3 separate regions of the Sus scrofa genome follow, and all the other regions are linked to region 3. The links are chromatin contacts, called in public HiChIP or PLAC-seq maps. All regions are on one chromosome and are shown on one strand. The core of a region is the stretch at or near the end of the contact, and the rest is flanking DNA. Distances in the headings are between cores, read along the strand shown. Region 1 holds the start of SETDB1 (histone-lysine N-methyltransferase SETDB1). Region 2 holds the start of PRUNE1 (protein prune homolog). Region 3 holds the start of C4H1orf54.

The links. HiChIP or PLAC-seq counts read pairs in DNA pulled down with a chosen protein or histone mark.
Region 1: an H3K27ac HiChIP or PLAC-seq map of alveolar macrophages shows a contact between it and region 3. The contact joins the promoter of SETDB1 here to the promoter of C4H1orf54 in region 3. A contact is called at or near these places in 1 of 47 Hi-C or Micro-C datasets (embryonic fibroblasts) and 1 of 2 datasets of contacts at active chromatin or transcription factors (alveolar macrophages).
Region 2: an H3K27ac HiChIP or PLAC-seq map of alveolar macrophages shows a contact between it and region 3. The contact joins the promoter of PRUNE1 here to the promoter of C4H1orf54 in region 3.

What each region holds. Positions count from the first base shown.
Region 1 is chr4:98,291,412-98,294,933 of Sscrofa11.1, reverse strand. SETDB1 (histone-lysine N-methyltransferase SETDB1) reads left to right here and starts at 1,864. Exons shown (of 22, transcript XM_005663488.3): 1 at 1,864-2,022; 2 at 2,907-3,177. The coding sequence starts at 2,918.
Region 2 is chr4:98,216,798-98,220,264 of Sscrofa11.1, reverse strand. It overlaps PRUNE1 (protein prune homolog), which reads left to right and starts at 1,403. Exons shown (of 9, transcript XM_013997183.2): 1 at 1,403-1,532; 2 at 3,246-3,316. It overlaps MINDY1 (ubiquitin carboxyl-terminal hydrolase MINDY-1), which reads right to left and starts at 1,649. Exons shown (of 10, transcript XM_001929665.7): 1 at 923-1,649.
Region 3 is chr4:98,813,030-98,816,112 of Sscrofa11.1, reverse strand. It overlaps C4H1orf54, which reads left to right and starts at 1,486. Exons shown (of 6, transcript XM_001924595.5): 1 at 1,486-1,628. The coding sequence starts at 1,520.

The DNA of each region.
Region 1 (3,522 bases), core at 615-3,114, 520 kb after region 3:
TCTGTATGCCATGGACACAGCCAAAAAAAAAAAAAAAAAAAAAATTCAGATTCTGGTTCAGGACCCACTTGGTGGGACCAGAGATTTAGGATCTCTAACAGGCTCCCTGATTGTAATTTAGTAGTAAGTCCTCTGAAGACACTTCCTGAGTCCCACTGCTGATCTACTGGACTGATTGCTTCAGCTTTTCAGAGCAATGAAGAAATCAGGCTGGAATAAGATGCTCCAAAACCTCCTGCTTCTCTTCAACACCCCCCATTCCTCATTTCCACCCCCAGCCCACCCACACACACATCAGAAAACTAAGAGAATTTAACTAACAGAAAAATAATCAGGGCAGAGCAAAGATTTCCTTCAATCATTAGATATAACGGGGCACCATATGTCAGATGCTAGGGGAAACAAAGATGATTAAGACAGGACCTTAGCCTTGAGTTGATCACAAACCAGCAGAGAAAACACACATAGATAACTCACAAGTGGAAAGGAACTAAGATAAAAGAACCACAGAGGGAGGAGTTAACTCTGTAGGGAAAGAGTGATGGTCTAGAAAAGTGATTCTTTTGGGGTTTTTTTAGGGCTGCACCCATGGCATAGAGAAGTTCCCCGGCTAGGGGTTCAACTGGAGCTACAGCTGCCAGCTTCCACCACAGCCACAGCAGCGCCAGATCTGAGCCACATTTGTGACCTGCACCACAACTCACAAAGCCAGATACCTAACCCACTGAGCGAGGCCAGGGATCAAACCCACTTCCTCATGGATACTAGTCGGGTTCATTACTGCTGAGCCATGTCGGGAACTCCAACACTGATTTTTTTATTTTATTTTATTTTATTTGTCTTTTTGTCTTTTCCAGGGCCACACCGGCAACATATGGATGTCCCCAGGCTAGGGGTCTAATCAGGGCTGTAGCTGCTGTCCTACACCAGAGCCACAGCAATGCTAGATCCAAGCTGCGTCTGAGACCTACACCACAGCTCACCACAATGTGGGATCCTTAACCCACTGAGTGGGGCCAGGGATCAAACCCGAAGTTTCATGGTTCTTAGTTGGATTCGTTAACCACTGAGCCACTACGGGAACTCCCCAGGTTTATATATTTTTTTAATGAAGTTAGGTGCAGTTAGTGTAAAGATAGCTGGGCAGATTAAAGCAATGACGAGATTCCGTGGTAGTCAACAGTGCTGATTCATCAAATACATCTGGTTCTCCCTCCCTGGAGTGAATGTTCTTCCTGGCCCCTCTGTGTTTGGGTAGGGCCTTATGACTCATTTCCAACCAATGAGTTGTAAATTAAAGTGCCCAGAGTCACTTTAATTGCCAGCGCGAGACCCTCTAGCGTTCTCTCATTATGGCAGGGCAACTCATCCGCCTGGGTTTCTAAGTAGCTCCACAGCGACCCCAGCTGCCCCAGCTGGATTCCTAACCCAGGATTCTTAACACATTGAGCCTCAGGGGGAACTCCATTTTAATGTTTATTGCTGAGTGATTTGTAGTGGCTAAAAACTGAAAACTAGATTTCAAAATATGGGTTATTATGTCATATTATGAAATATTGTGCAACTGCCAAAAAGACAACTTTTCATCCTTTTTGGCTCTTGGCAATACTGCCACCACTTGGAGTGGTGGAAGAGGCGGAGCTTCTGCAATGCACCCCAGGCCACGCCTACTTTAGCCAGACTCTTCTCACGTGTGCTCCGGGAGGCTCCGCTTTGACGCATGCGTATTAGGCGGCGTTTCTCACCCTTTTAGGGGCGCCCTGCCTCTTTGAATTTGACCCCGTCAGGCTACCGTCGTGGCGACCGGAACAGCGCCTCAGGTTTGCTTCCGGCGTCTTTTTTTTTTTTTTTTTTTTTTTCTTCCCCTTCCCTCCCTCACGCTTCTTCCCCTCCCCCTGCTCCCTTTTCCCTTCGGTTTCGTTCTTTCCTACCGAGGCCGACCCCTGAATCGTGGGGTCTGGTCGGTGAGAAAGAGCCATCGTAGCTGGAAGCAGGGAGGTGTGGGAAACACTGTTAATTGAGGTATTTGGAGACCAAGGGCTTATCTCGAATGGTTTGTTTGTGGTGGGAGGTCGGGTGAGGATGGGTAGGAAGTCTTCCCTGAGAGACTATCGGGGGCGGGGTTGAGCTGGGTTCGCGGGTGGGTGGGACGCACCCCTAAAATGAGTAACACGGGGGTGGGGCGGCGTGTGGGCAAAAGAAAAATGGAGACGGTGAAAATTGGCACTGGGGTCGCGCGGCATTCTGGCGTCAGTTTTGTTTGAACCGTTTGATCAGGAAAGCAGTTAACACCAAAGTGTGGGGGCGTTTGAATTGACGATTTGAGGCAGCCACATTTTTTATTCCCAAATTGTTTTATTTCTTTTCACTTTGGGGAAACCTCTTTGCTGCAAGCTTTTGTCTGCTTAAGTATTACAGACTTTTTAAAAATGTAAATTGCCATGTGAAAGCAAAGTAATGTAGGGGGAAAAGTAATTAAAAAGAAATTATTGAGTTACAGACCAAATCCTCTGCTCCAGGTGGGGATATTTACTCAGGTTAGTCATGGTGTGCAAACAGGGATATATCAAATTAGTTAATTAAAGAACACAGGTCACAGAAATCTCTTCGATATGTTGATTCTCTTCAGTTTCCTAAAACATTTTAGATAGCTCCCTGTTGCGTAATATGTGTTCTCCACGCCCTCTCAAACTTTTTCGTTTTATTCAGGTCTGTAGTCTAGCCTGCAAGAGGTGAGAACTGCAAAATCTCAGCTTCAGACACTGGAGAATGGGGAGAAAGAACATGGAATCAAACCTACCTATATATATTTGAGTAACAAATAGCAGAGTAGAAATGAGTTTTGTTAGGTCACTGAAATTCTGTATTGTCGTTATAGTAATTTTAGTTTCCTGCTCTCTATATAGAGGACAACAGTATGTCCTCCCTCCCTGGGTGCATTGGTTTGGATGCAGCAGCAGCTGCAATGGAGTCTGAAGAAATTGCAGAGCTGCAACAGGCAGTCGTTGAGGAACTGGGTATCTCTATGGAAGAACTTCGACAGTTCATTGATGAAGAATTGGAAAAGATGGACTGTGTACAGCAGCGCAAGAAGCAACTAGCAGAGTTGGAGACTTGGGTAATACAGAAGGAATCCGAGGTGGCCCATGTTGACCAGCTCTTTGATGATGCATCCAAGTAAGGACCTTTTGAGAAATAGAAGGAAATCTGTCCATAATTATTGATGACATTGTGCACTTTATACTTCAGAAGGTACAGATGTGTAAAACCTTACCCTTCCCCAAAGGTTAGGGGCCAAAATCTGACCTCATACCACCCATATAATGTTTATCTATCAGAGGCTAATATATGATTAGCAATAGAGGAGTCCAAGTCTTTTTTTTTTTTTTTTTAGAAGTCCAAGTCTTAAGTCCATTTCCCTTCTTTATCCTTCACTCTACATCAGAACAATTAATTGTTTTGATTTTGTAGTAGGATCATCTAGGAGTGCACTTGGTAAAGACCTGCTGTTTCATGTAACTG
Region 2 (3,467 bases), core at 154-2,653, 600 kb after region 3:
CTGCAGGCCTGACACTTTTTTTTTTCTCTCTCTGTCTTCTTTTTCCTCCTTTCCCAAATGACACTTAGGATGAGCCTGGGAAGCAGAAACAAGAGCCTGGGAACACTTTTTTTAAAGCTTAGAGAAAAACAGGGAAGAAAAGAAAAGATCAATAATTAAGTGGGGGCTGGGCAGCTAGCTGGCCAGACAGGTAAACCAAAAGAACCCAGGAGCTGGACACCGGAGGAAGCTGGGTCTCAGAGAAACTGGGCAAAGTTGGATGGGCTAAGTCTTCAGAATAGAGGCAGGAAGCGTGATGGAGAATTTCTCCTCTTCAAGGTACCTGCCTGGTGCTCCTTCAGAGCAGGAGAGAATGAGGGAGCACAGGTACTCAAACAAATCAGGATTTCTCTTTCTTTTTCCTCTTAAATCCAACACATTTTCTCCAGCTGGAATTATCCTCTGGTGGTGAGTGAGAGGTAAAGCAGCCCAGACCCACCCCTAGCCAGCGGCAGTAAGTAGCCAAAAGTTGGAAGAAGCATATACAACTGGTACCCAGCTTCCACAAGACGCCCCCCACCCGCACTCCCTAGGAACTTTACTCTCCCCTCAAGTGCTTTACTGTCCCCCTCTAATCTCTTTCTCGCTCTGATGCAAATCGTCACAGAACTAATGGTTTAGAAGTTCTCCTCAGAGTTAAGTCAACGACGGTGCCTTGTCTACGTGCTAGCAAGGGAGAGGGGGAAGGTGTCATTAAAAGGAAGAAATACAGGGACCCAAGCAGCGTCTTTTACATATTCCTTCTGCCTGAACGCCTCTCAAAATCTAAACGTGTAGAGACCCAACGTGGAAGAACAGTCAGTGTCACCTCCCCAGGGCTAAAGAGGAAACAGAGGACTGGGGATTAGGAGAAGAGGTGAAGGAAATGGTTCAAAGTTTTTACCTTAAAGAAGTGGGTGCTGTTCCAGGACACAGAAGGAGGGTGCAGCTCTGGCAATACGATGGGGCAGGTGGGTGCAGTGAGGGGCGCCACCACACTCCCAGCTGCCTTCCAGCTGTCAAAGCCAGAGCTCGCACAGGTTTACACGGGTTTGTGCGCAGCAGTCTTGGCCGGATGGTGGCCACTTCCGGACTCACGCCCACGGCCGGCCGGGGGCACTGGAAGAGGGTGGAGACCGGCAGGAGTGCAGCCCAGGTACTCCCAGGTCGCTCAGAGCGTCTCCAGGATTTCTGAGTCGCCGAGTCTAGGGCGTGCGCTCCAGGCCCAGTCTAGCGAGCTGGTTTTCAAAGGAAGTTTGTGGGTTTTCTTTTTTCTTCTTTCTCTCTCTCTCTCTCTCTCTTTCCCGTCGGGACAAAGAAAAATCAGTCAAGGACAAGCTTCTGGGAGGAGGAGGAGCCAGGCCAGCACTGGAGGATTTCCATTAGGGCTTTCTGACCTGGTCAGCAGCTTGGTGATCAGCAGTGAGAGAGAGAGAAACAGGAGAGAAAAACAACAGACCCTTTCTCCTCCCTCCGCCTGCCGCTGGAAGGGACGGAGCGCTTGTGCCTCTCTGGTGAGAAGAGGGAAAAGCAAGGGCCCTTGCTGAGTGGGGAGGAGGAGCAGGGCCGGACAGCAGCAGCTTGTTGGATCTGGGCTTTCTCTCTAGGTACAAAAGTCCTTTGCTCTGGATCCACAGAGGCAGGCCAGACAGCGTGATATTAGCATAATTACTCATTTAAAGTGAAAAATCCTTATCCTTTCAAAATCCTTACTATATCTCTTTTTTGTTTGTTTTTTGTTTTTTAGGGCCGCACCTGCGGCACATGGAAGTTCCCAGGCTGGGATCTAATCAGATCAGCAACAAAGGATCTGAGCTGCATCTGCCACCTACACCACAGCCTACGGCAATGCCAGGATCCTTAACCCACGGAGCAAGGCCAGGGATCGAACCCGCAACCTCATGGTCCCTAGTCGGATTCGTTTCCGCCGCACCGCAACAGAAACTCCCTCACTTTTTTTTTTTATAGTTAATAATGATTTTTATTTTTTCCATTATAGCTGATTTACAGTGTTCTGTCAATTTTCTGCTGCACAGCAAGGTGACCCAGTAACACATACACGTATTTGCTCACTTTTTTAGTCTAGAAACCAGTTGGGCTATGCCCCTGGTAGTGCAGAGAGGGTGTGTAAGAAGCCCCAGGCTCTGGGAAGAGTGAAGCAGGGAGAAAACTAGCTGAGCAAGCAGGAGCTTCAATATCCCTCTGCTCCGGTCCTTGTTCCCACCACAGGCCTCAGCTTCTCATCTATCACCTCCTCTCAATTCCGAGCTTGGGGAGCAGGAAAAACTGGTGTGAGGTTGGTGGTAGGAAACAAAGGGATTCATTAATAAATGAGGGAACATTTGATGAAAAGAGTACATTTATCACGGAGTTCCCATTGTGGCACAGTGGTTAACGAATCCGACTAGGAATCATGAGGTTGCGGGTTCGATCCCTGGCCTTGATCAGTGGGTTAAGCTGTGGTGTAGGTCACAGACAAGGCTCAGATCCCATGTTGCTGTGGCTCTGGCGTAGGCCGGCGACTACAGCTCCGATTAGACCCCTAGCCTGGGAACTTCCATATGCCACAGGAAGCGGCCCTAGAAAAGGCAAAAAGACAAAAAAAAAAAAAAAAAAGCACATTTTCTGCAGTATTCTGCACTACCCTGGGGCTGGAAGGTGGTAGTTAAATGTGGTTGGAACCCAACTCTACATTCTGAAAGGTTCCCCCAAGCTCTACTTACATGGCTGCTCCAGGATGAAACTTCAAACAACTCTGAAGGCTGCAGGGGCATTTGGAACAATTAGGGAGGCAGGTGAGCAGAAACCCAAGTTACAACAGTCCGGAAAAAGAAAGAGAATTTGCTGACGCTATAGAAAAAAAGAGGCTATAGAGTTGTAATGGCAGCAACTGGAGTTGGCAAGAGGCTGTAGGAATTAAGAAGAGAGGCCAAAGATTATTACGATGTTTTCATATTCCAATATTTTTATAACATGGATAATCACAAAATTGTGATTGCAATGGGACCGTTTGTTAAAGTAGAGAATTCGAGAAAGTTGAAAAGCCGTTTTTGCCCAGTGTGATTTAAAATGTCAACCAGATGGTCAGTGTAATATATAGATAGAAAGATGCTATACTTAATCTGACTCAAGAGGGAAAATTCAGATGCCACAAAGTTTATGTGACGCATTTACACTTGTGTGTCAAATAAGCGATCTCAGAAAATTCTCCTTCCCTCAATTCTTAGGGCCGTTTTGGAGTTTTGGGACTACATTTCCCAGGACGCCTTGCACCACCACCACCCGCTTCGCGCTTCCCGTGAGTCTCTGGGCGCAGAACTCGGCTTCTGTCTCTGGGGGCGGGGCGACGTCGGATTCCGTGGGCGCCCGCTTACGCACTTCCTCCTGGGGTCCCGGCCGAATGGCTTTATGGCGGGTTCGAGTCCCGCCTCCTGACTCTCGCCTCAAGC
Region 3 (3,083 bases), core at 237-2,736:
GGCATAGGCCGGAAGTTATACCTCCAATTCAACCCCTAGCCTGGGAATTTCCATATGCTAAGGGTGCAGCCCCAAAAACCAAAAAAAGAAGAAAAAAATTACCTGCATTCTTTTCTTATTCCCTTGCCTATGAACACTGAATTGCCTCTGAGACTAAGCCTGATGCTGTGCCTAAGCACATATGTTACTAAATGTTCCTAAAGTGAATTGAATCAAAATGGGGAATACAAAAGCAGAGAGACATAAAATGAACTCACCCTGTGGGTTGGATTGAAGGGAACACACCAAGTGACAAAGTGGGAGAAAGGGTATGGCATATAGAACAGGGAAAGAGACTACCTGCTTCCCCCCTTCTCCCATCCTGTGTGCAGAAAGTTGAGAAAGAGGTGAGGTGAGGTCAGTCCTTAGCTGAGGGGAAGTAACTGGCCTTGACTGAAGGTTTTGTTTTTTTTTTTTTTTTTTCTTTTTTTCAGAAGCATTGCAGCAGGTGCTTTGAGAGTTAGACGATGGTGTTGATATTGCTCTCATACTTCATAGTCTAAAGCAGAGGAGAGAGAGAATTTTCTCTCTTTTTTAATTTTTTCTTAAAAAAATGCTCATCCTCTCCTCAGAATATTTTGACTGTGAAGAAATAGATTGTGATGAAGTCTCAGTGAGAAGGGCAGCTCTGGGTGATGACAGTTAGGGACAGTAAGAGCTAAGTTGAGCTTTTTGTGAGGACTGGGAGCAAGAAAGGAAAGGAGAGGAGTTGGGGGGGCGGGATTCCTTGATAGGCTGGGTTTTGGGGTTTGAGGTTTTTGTTTGTTTGTTTGTTTGTTTTGTTTTGTTTTGTTTTGCCATACTATACCTGCAGCATGCAGAAGTTCCTGGGCCAGGGAATCCCCACCATAGCAGCCACCCCAGCTGCTGCAGTGAAACACTTAACAAGGATCTTTAACCTACTGAGTCATAAGAGAATTCTGTTTGGGTTGGGGTTTTTTGGTTTGTTTGTTTGTTTTCTGGAAATGGCAGCAGGAGTCCTGAATGAATCTAGTCTATGTAGGGCTGGGGGAGCTCGATGAACACGTTTCCATCAAAATTCACTTTGCCTCTTGGGAGTTCCCTGTGTGGCTGAGTGGTTAACGAACCCGACTAGTATCCATGAGGACTTAGATTCCACCCCTGGTCTTGCTCAGTGGTTTAAGGATCCAGCATTGCCTTGAGCTGTGGTGTAAGTGGAAGACAGGCTAGGATCCCGAGTTGCTGTGGCTGTGGCGTAGGCTGGCAGCCACAGCTCCAATTTGACCCCTACCCTGGAAACCTCCATGTGAGGAGGGTGGGGCCCTAAAAAGACAAAACACAGAAAAAAATAATAATAATTCACTTTGCCTCTCTTGATCTGTGGAGCTCTGGCTCAGAACCCTGGCGGTAGTAACTGAAGTTCTAGTCAGTCAGCAAGTGGGCAGGGAATGCCCCAGCCCCCTGGGAGAAGAGTTGCTGCAGCTCCCTCCTTGCCTTGGGGGAGGGCCGGAGGCGGGGAATGTTTGGTGGGAAACGCTGTAACTTCCTTTTTTACTTGCAAGGCAATAGTGAAGAATCCAGAATGGATGTCCTCTTTGTAGCCATCCTTGCCGTGCCACTCATCCTGGGTAAGTTCACATCTCTCTCTGAGCTTTTGGGCCAGGTCTTCTACAATAAGCAGGATGGGAGAAAAGAAAATGAGGGGAGGGTGGGAGGTAAGAAGTTAATAAGGAGTGATTAACGTGCTCTCGAGTGTGTTAGATATTTGGGGCAGAGGGGGGAACTGGAAATTAGAGCCAGGCATGGGAGAGGAAAGCAGAGCCTTGTCAAAGAAGAGGCAGCTGATGGGGATGGAGCCCAGCCATGGGGAAGTCCTAATAAGAGTGAGCTCAACTCACCATCACCACGGAATTGAACGAGATGAGAAAGACCAAAGTGAGAGTGGAGAGAGGTAGACTCTTTGAAGGTGGGGCAGTCTGAAACTAGAGAGGGAAGCCAGGGTATCTTCTTTCACATCAAGTTGGAGGAAAAAAAAAAAAAATTCCTTGTATTAGTAAAGACACAGAAGGAGTGGCCTTAAGGATAACGAGTACTGGCTGCCTTCAGGGACGGGGTCCCCAAAGTAGCTTGGCTCCTTCCCTCTTTTGTTCCCCGTCTGCCAGGTGCTCTCATTGTTTGCCTTTCCTCCAGATTCCTGTGTCATTGCTTGGGGTAAGAGAGAGCTTTCAAGGAGCTTAGGGAAATGTTTAGCAGGAGGCCTAGAGTTCATGACCAAACCATACCAAAGATGCATATTTTTAGTCCTAGAAAGGAAAAGCTAATGCAGCCAGATCATTTAGTCCAGCTGACTCATTTTAAGAAAAGGGATGTTAGACGGCTTGTTCAGAGATATTCCAGAGTTAGAGGTAAAATTGGAACAAAAACCCGAGTTCAGAAACCAGAAAAAAACCCACAATAAAACCTAAATTTTGGGGACTTCCCTTTGTGGCTCAGCAGTTAACGATCCTGACAAGGATCCATGAGGATTTGGGTTCGATCTCTGGCCTCACTCAGTGGGTTAAGGATCCGGCGTTGCCATGAGCTGTGGTGTAGGCAGGCAGCTGTAGCTCCAATTCAGCCCCTAGCCTGGGAACTTCCATATGCTTCAGGTACGGCCCTAAAATGACAAAAGACAAATAAACAAAACACAAATTTCACCGTGGAGTTCTCTTGTGGCACAGTGGGGTTAAGGACCCGGCGTTGTCATTGCAGCCGTGTGCAATGACACTGCTGTGGTGTGGGTTTGATCCTTGTCCTGGGAACCTCCATATACTGCAGGCACAGCCAGAAAAAAACCACAGTAAAACATAAGCCTAAGGCTGTGTGTGTGTGTGTGTGTGTGTGTGTGTGTGTGTGTGTGTGAGAGAGAGAGAGAGAGAGAGAGAGAGAGAGAGAGAGGGAGAGGGAGAGGGAGAGGGAGAGGGGGGAGAGAGAGAGAATTAGTTGTGGAAGACACTGATAAGAGAAAGTCTTTCACAAATATAATAGGCCTGGAGTATACTGAGGAGTACATTTGGAGTTCTTTCTTAATTTCTGGTCTCTGA